Linked DNA regions of Pan troglodytes: region 1 is linked to region 2. The links are chromatin contacts, called in public capture Hi-C maps. All regions are on one chromosome and are shown on one strand. Each heading gives the region's core, a stretch centred on a gene start, on an enhancer-like site or on the middle of the called end of the contact. The rest is flanking DNA. Distances are from core to core; before and after follow the strand shown. Region 1 overlaps BNC2 (basonuclin zinc finger protein 2). Region 2 overlaps BNC2 (basonuclin zinc finger protein 2).

Region 1 (2,700 bases), core at 192-2,691, 280 kb after region 2:
AAGCCTATTTATAAGTTGCATTTAGGTTTTTATTCAGGAAGAAAAATAACAAATACCCTCTGTTCTCTTTCCTAATATTCCTTATCATTTGCTCATATGTTAAAATCTATTTATATTTGTCTTAATGATTGGCAGTTCTAAAATTCCATCTAAAATGAAGACTTTGTACTCAGAAACTAGATGATCTGTATAGTAAGAAGTCATTATCTCTTTTTCATCCTACATGAGTTTTACTATCTTTGTTCCTTTCTTCTTCTCAGAGTAGTGGCCAGTAGTTGTCAAGGTTTGTCTTAAATTTTATCTGAAAGGTAAGCATATATGTTTGATCTTCAAGTTGTAGAAAGATGATTTAGCCATATGAATAAATTTAAAGACCAAGTTATATTTGCTGAGGGTGATTTATAAATAAATATGAGGTAACCATTGGTGTCAAGTGTGAACCTTCCATTTGATTGCTAGTTTAATCAGTCCACATCTAAATGTGGAAAGTTCTGTATTCCTATGGCGGAAGACATGTGTATTTGATTTATTAAAACCTGCTGATGTCTCCAGAACTAAATTTGTTCCTTTATAGGCCTCTGGGTAGCTGTAGCTAAAAAGCAGAAATGTATAGTTTTAGCTTGTCTGATTACCTGACTTCCAGCCCTGTACAGGTGTGCAGGAATAAATTAACATGAGCTACCTCTGATGAGCCACTGCATACATTAACAACAGAGGTGAAGATGAGAAAACATGTTACCTGCTTCCTGTTACCACCTTCTCAGCATAGCAACAACCATTTTTTCCATCATTCTCTATGTTTGGAAACTTAAACAGAACTTTTTCTAGGGAGGGCTTTTCAGTAAATACACATGATTTCACCAGGCAATACCTTTAAGAAATGAGCCACTTAGCACCAATTCAAGATAACTATTAGTATATTTGCCCTAATATAATTAGCTGTCAAATACGATGTGGTAATCCCCTCCAAGTAAAAGAGGAGAACATGTTAAAGCATTAGCTGTTTCATTTCATTGCCAATCAAACTACAAGTCTCCATTTCTAAAATTCTCTTAGAACGTGAAGTTGGGCAGGTCCTCTGACTTCTAAATGTTAAGGAAGAGTTTTTTTTTTTTCCCCTCCTACTCTATTTGGTTTCACAATAGAGCAAGATCAATAGACCTTTTGTACTTATCTTCCATTACTTTCCATCAGAAGCAAACACACAAAATAAATCCCCCTCCTGAGTAATTGCTAGTTGTGCCGTCCTCAAGCAAAACTTTGGTAGTAAGATAAACTTCAGTGTCATTCCTGTCCCTGGGGTTCTTTTTAGATACTGGGAGAAGAGCAATGAGCAAAACGGTCTCCTTGTATCATGGGGAGAGACTCTGTCAAGCCTAAAGTGAGCCTCGGATCTTCCTAATGACCTCCTGCTGGCCCAGCTGGATGCAAGACAAGCTCATTTAAGCCTCTGCTGACCTTTCACTCCTCCACTACAAGAACCGCACCACTCATTTCCACCGTCTTCAGAACTGTGCACCAAATAGACCACAAAGCTTCATGGCTGACGAATGATTTCCTTTTCACGATGCAAAGAGATTTTTACAAATTTCTATTGATGAGAGTTAACATTAAGTCTCTTGTGGCATTATAACCTCTGTTGCACAAATACAATGCTTCTATATAACTCTTATTTTTACCTTCCTTATAAAGGAACAATCTACGGTTCTTGCCAGCATTATCTTGAAAATTCAGGCCAAAATAACTGAGCAGAATGCACATACTGAGTGCACCGGTGGTATTTTTCATGAAGAGACCACTTTGAAAGGGTCTTCCTGATTTCCACCTCCCTCAGAATCTATCTGACCTTCTCACAGACTTTATTGGTGTGAATCTTTCTTATATTTAACCATTTATTTGAGATGCTCATTTTTGTAGCCCATCTTTTCTTTTTAAAAAACGTGGGCTGTTTTCTACCCAGAAGAGGGTGGTAAGACTGTACATGTACGTTAACATTCACTTGTATAACTCAGGTAAGTTCCGTTTTGTCTTAGATGAAAGGCTGCTATCAACTCTTTTGCTGGAAGTGATCATTCGTGGTACTAAGAGGAAGGGATACCTTCTTTGCCTAAATGTCATAGTGAAGGTTTAGCCATGAAGCATTTTTTTTCTTTTTTAAAAGCCTTCTCAGAAATAATGTGCTTGCCATAAGACTCCCACAAGCTTCAAATAAATGAATGTGGCAGAATTGGAAAGAAGCTTGTCCTTGCCAAAAAATTGCAATGTCATAAAAGAGGGATTTGGTAACTTTGATTCTTGAGTGCCAAGATACGTGTATGAGGGAGCGGCAGGCAAGCTAAGACCGAGGAAGAAAGAATACTTTTTAGGAAAGGACCATTTTTCTTCAGTTATTTCACATAAAACTACACTTTTAAAATATACCTAGATTTTATGTCCTAATGCAAGCTGCTTGAATTAAAACAGGAGTTGTAAATTCCTGGTAAAAAGCTGTTATGCCTAAAGTGTTAGTGATCCTAACTCTAGTACTTTATAGAGTTTATTACTTCTTTTATTAACTAGGGGGAAAAATGTTACCCACTTCTAGTTTAATTCTTTTTGTTGCTTGCTCTAATTTTGACTTTACCTTAGGAAAGAAAAAAAAAGATAAGTGTTTCTAACAGAATTTATGTAAGCGATGCCTCAGTATTGCTATTGCATATA
Region 2 (2,893 bases), core at 1-2,500:
GGATGTCACCATCTTTTTATATCTTTAAATCTACTCACAATTTACTTACTGAAATTATATTCAGTATTTATTACTGCTTAAATTATATTCAGAATTACAGAAGAACAATTAATAAATGATCATGCTACTTGAAGCGGGGGAGCTATACTTGACATAGTTTTGTGTTTTGCATGTGTAAACTGATTTTGTGACACCACAGTGCAGTCTTGATATAATTTTTTGTACACAGGTAACATTTTTGTCTTGGTTCTCACCTAAATAAAACTGAGTAATGATCCAAAGTGCTAAGGTGTTTGTGACTTTCACTAATTATTTTCACTTATCCATGTATTTTGTACTAATTACTTTCCTAAATGATTTGCCACATGCTCTTCTATCCTGTAGTTCTGTTTTGTCCTAATCAGATTGGGTGAGCGATTAGGGATTTAAAATTACTACTTCTTTGGTCTCAAAATGAGTAAGTGAAGACTCAGAGAAATACCTTTAATTTGCCTTTTAGTATTTTTGAGTAAAGCAGACTCTGTCCTGCCTTCCTTTCATGCATGTATTCATTGTTTCTTACTGAGTGAGACAAGCACATTTAAAGTAGAATATATTCCTTCTCTCCAGAATAATAGAATGAAATCAGTGATCAAGTAGTTTTTCATTTCAGTAATTCAACAATCAATGGAAACAAAACAAAATGAGTTAGGAAAGAATAGTTTGCATTAAGCTCAGACATGGAATAATATTTGAAAACAAAGTATCACTATAGTTTTGTGCTGTAGGTTCTTCCTGACCTAAGTGATTGTTGAAAGGACTTTCTCTAGTTTAGAGGTATATTTATCTTCGAACAATAATCACTTCATGCTGTTCTTTTTTTCCTAGTTGACCCATTCTCCAGACCTTTCAAAAACTTTTTAAGTGGATGTAAATTCCGTTTTAATTAGAGCAGTGCAGTCTAATACTGCAACTAGCGAGGAATGGAAGAAACGTGCTGGAAGTTAATACAACCCAAATCAACCATAGCCAGATAATTCCCCTGATCTTTGTAACAACCCCCCCCTTCCCCACCTCCAAAATTAAGTGACCCTGTTGTTCTGTAGTTTCAACGAGACATTTAAGGTTCATTTAAAAAAATGATCATCCTTTACAGGATTCTTTGCTCTTGCGTTTCTCTTTCTTTCTTCCCCTTGCCACACAGCTGTCACTGGTATAGGAGAAAGACTGGGGGGAGGGGAGGAGGAGGAAGCCCTGCTCAAATCGTGTCACGTAGCACTAATTCATCTGCTCTCATTAGAGGGAGCGAGGGACAGCAGTGATGGCCAAGAGCTGCACTCTACACATGACACGCGAACAGTTTGGGGAATAGAAAATTGCTTTCTCAGGAAGCCCAGCCAATTAAGGACTTGACCATATTGAATGTCAAGTGTTAATTTAGGTTTTTCTTCATTTTCCCAGTGGTAATGCGGGTCCTGTGATGAGCAAATACATGTCAAGTAAAAGTTGATTGCATGAAGGACCTGGGTATTATATGTCACTGACAAGTCACAAATGTACTGAAGTCTTTTAACCCCTTAGGTGAGTTGGGAGGGGGAGGGGAGAATGGGATTAATGGTACCATAATGATAAGAATAGATAGTTTATGTGGGGGTGGCTTGGATGGGACAGACAGGAATGGTAATTCATGCAAAAACTGGGGATAGAACAAATCCTACTCTGAGGGCATAAATAGAGACCCTTGAAAAGCATACATGCATATATATAATTCCCACTGCAAACACACTGCCCAGAATGTATGTTCGGTCTCCTAAGATTTTATGAAAAGGGAAAATAGTGTACTCTGTGGTCATGAACCAGGAAATTCCTTATTAATTATCTCATTTGAAAGAAAGAAAACATTCATTAAATAATTACACTGTTTTGGATATTTTAGCCCTTTGGCTCAATGCCACTGTAATATTTCTGGCTATTTACTTATAATTTCAGTCTCTAATATTTATTTTCAATGGACTCTTTGTGATACATGTCATAGGAAAGATGCAAAGCATAAGACTGAAAGAATGTTTGTTTTCTGTCTTGAGTATCTCTGTAAGGTGTTGTTTAACCAATAGAAACTAGTGGAAGGTCCATCATTGTCATTCATTTCTTTTTGCGCCCAGGTGTAGGAGGGGAAGAGATTCAAGCTTCAGCAAGTGAAGTAACTTTTTTTTTTAAACGTTGAACGTTGCCCATCATGTTTAGCATCTCATTTCCATTCATCAGCATTCATTTACATATGAATGTCTTGAAAATAAGAGAATGTCTGTTTCTGTTGCAGTTGTACATGTAACAAATAAAAATGCCTCCAGTTTAGAATACTGCTGTGTGTAGTCTGGGCAATCTTAAACTCAGAAGTTATTCGTAATTGGGCCTTGTTTTTCCTTTATACCTATAACCACTTTTCCCCTTCATATCTTTGAAGACATAATCTTAATTAAAACACTTTCTTGAAACCTACTCTCTTCTATTTATTCCAAAATTTTAACACGTTTGCCTTTGTATGTTGACAATGCTTAAACTTTGAAAATTTAAGTCTGATCATACTTTAATTTTGGCAACAAAACTTACTAACGTAGTCTTTCCCTGTCTCTCCCACAGGTTAGAAACTGTGCAATCATTATATTAAAAGTTAACTAAATTTTATTAAGGAATAATTAGGAAACAATTCCAAGAATTTGATGTTTAATAAAATAGGTTTTTCTTGAGAAAGAAATAGTCCCTCTAATGAGGCTCCTGAATGCTGGGCTGGCATCTGAGTTTTTTAACATCTCTCCTCCATGTCTCAAAACTAACCAAACAAAATTTGCTTAACTCTCTCTTCCCTTCCTATTTTGATAAGCTCTGTGGAACTGTGGTGGCATTGCAAGTGTAC

The links. Capture Hi-C pulls out chosen DNA fragments and counts their contacts.
Region 1: a capture Hi-C map of stem cell-derived neural stem cells shows a contact between it and region 2, with 2.0 times the contacts expected there. The contact joins two enhancer-like sites. A contact is called at or near these places in 1 of 7 Hi-C or Micro-C datasets (stem cell-derived neural progenitor cells) and 1 of 1 other capture datasets (stem cell-derived neural stem cells).

What each region holds. Positions count from the first base shown.
Region 1 is chr11:99,474,525-99,477,224 of NHGRI_mPanTro3-v2.0_pri, forward strand. The region is part of intron 6 of BNC2 (basonuclin zinc finger protein 2); the gene reads left to right. Among named protein-coding and RNA genes, the nearest start is that of BNC2, 440 kb to the left of the region's middle. Within about 2 kb of position 1,442, at least 1 of the 24 cell types and tissues checked has an H3K27ac peak or open chromatin away from gene starts, as enhancers often do. A contact at or near this core is called in stem cell-derived neural stem cells, where this site is marked.
Region 2 is chr11:99,192,976-99,195,868 of NHGRI_mPanTro3-v2.0_pri, forward strand. The region is part of intron 3 of BNC2 (basonuclin zinc finger protein 2); the gene reads left to right. Among named protein-coding and RNA genes, the nearest start is that of BNC2, 160 kb to the left of the region's middle. Within about 2 kb of position 1,251, at least 9 of the 24 cell types and tissues checked have an H3K27ac peak or open chromatin away from gene starts, as enhancers often do. A contact at or near this core is called in stem cell-derived neural stem cells, where this site is marked.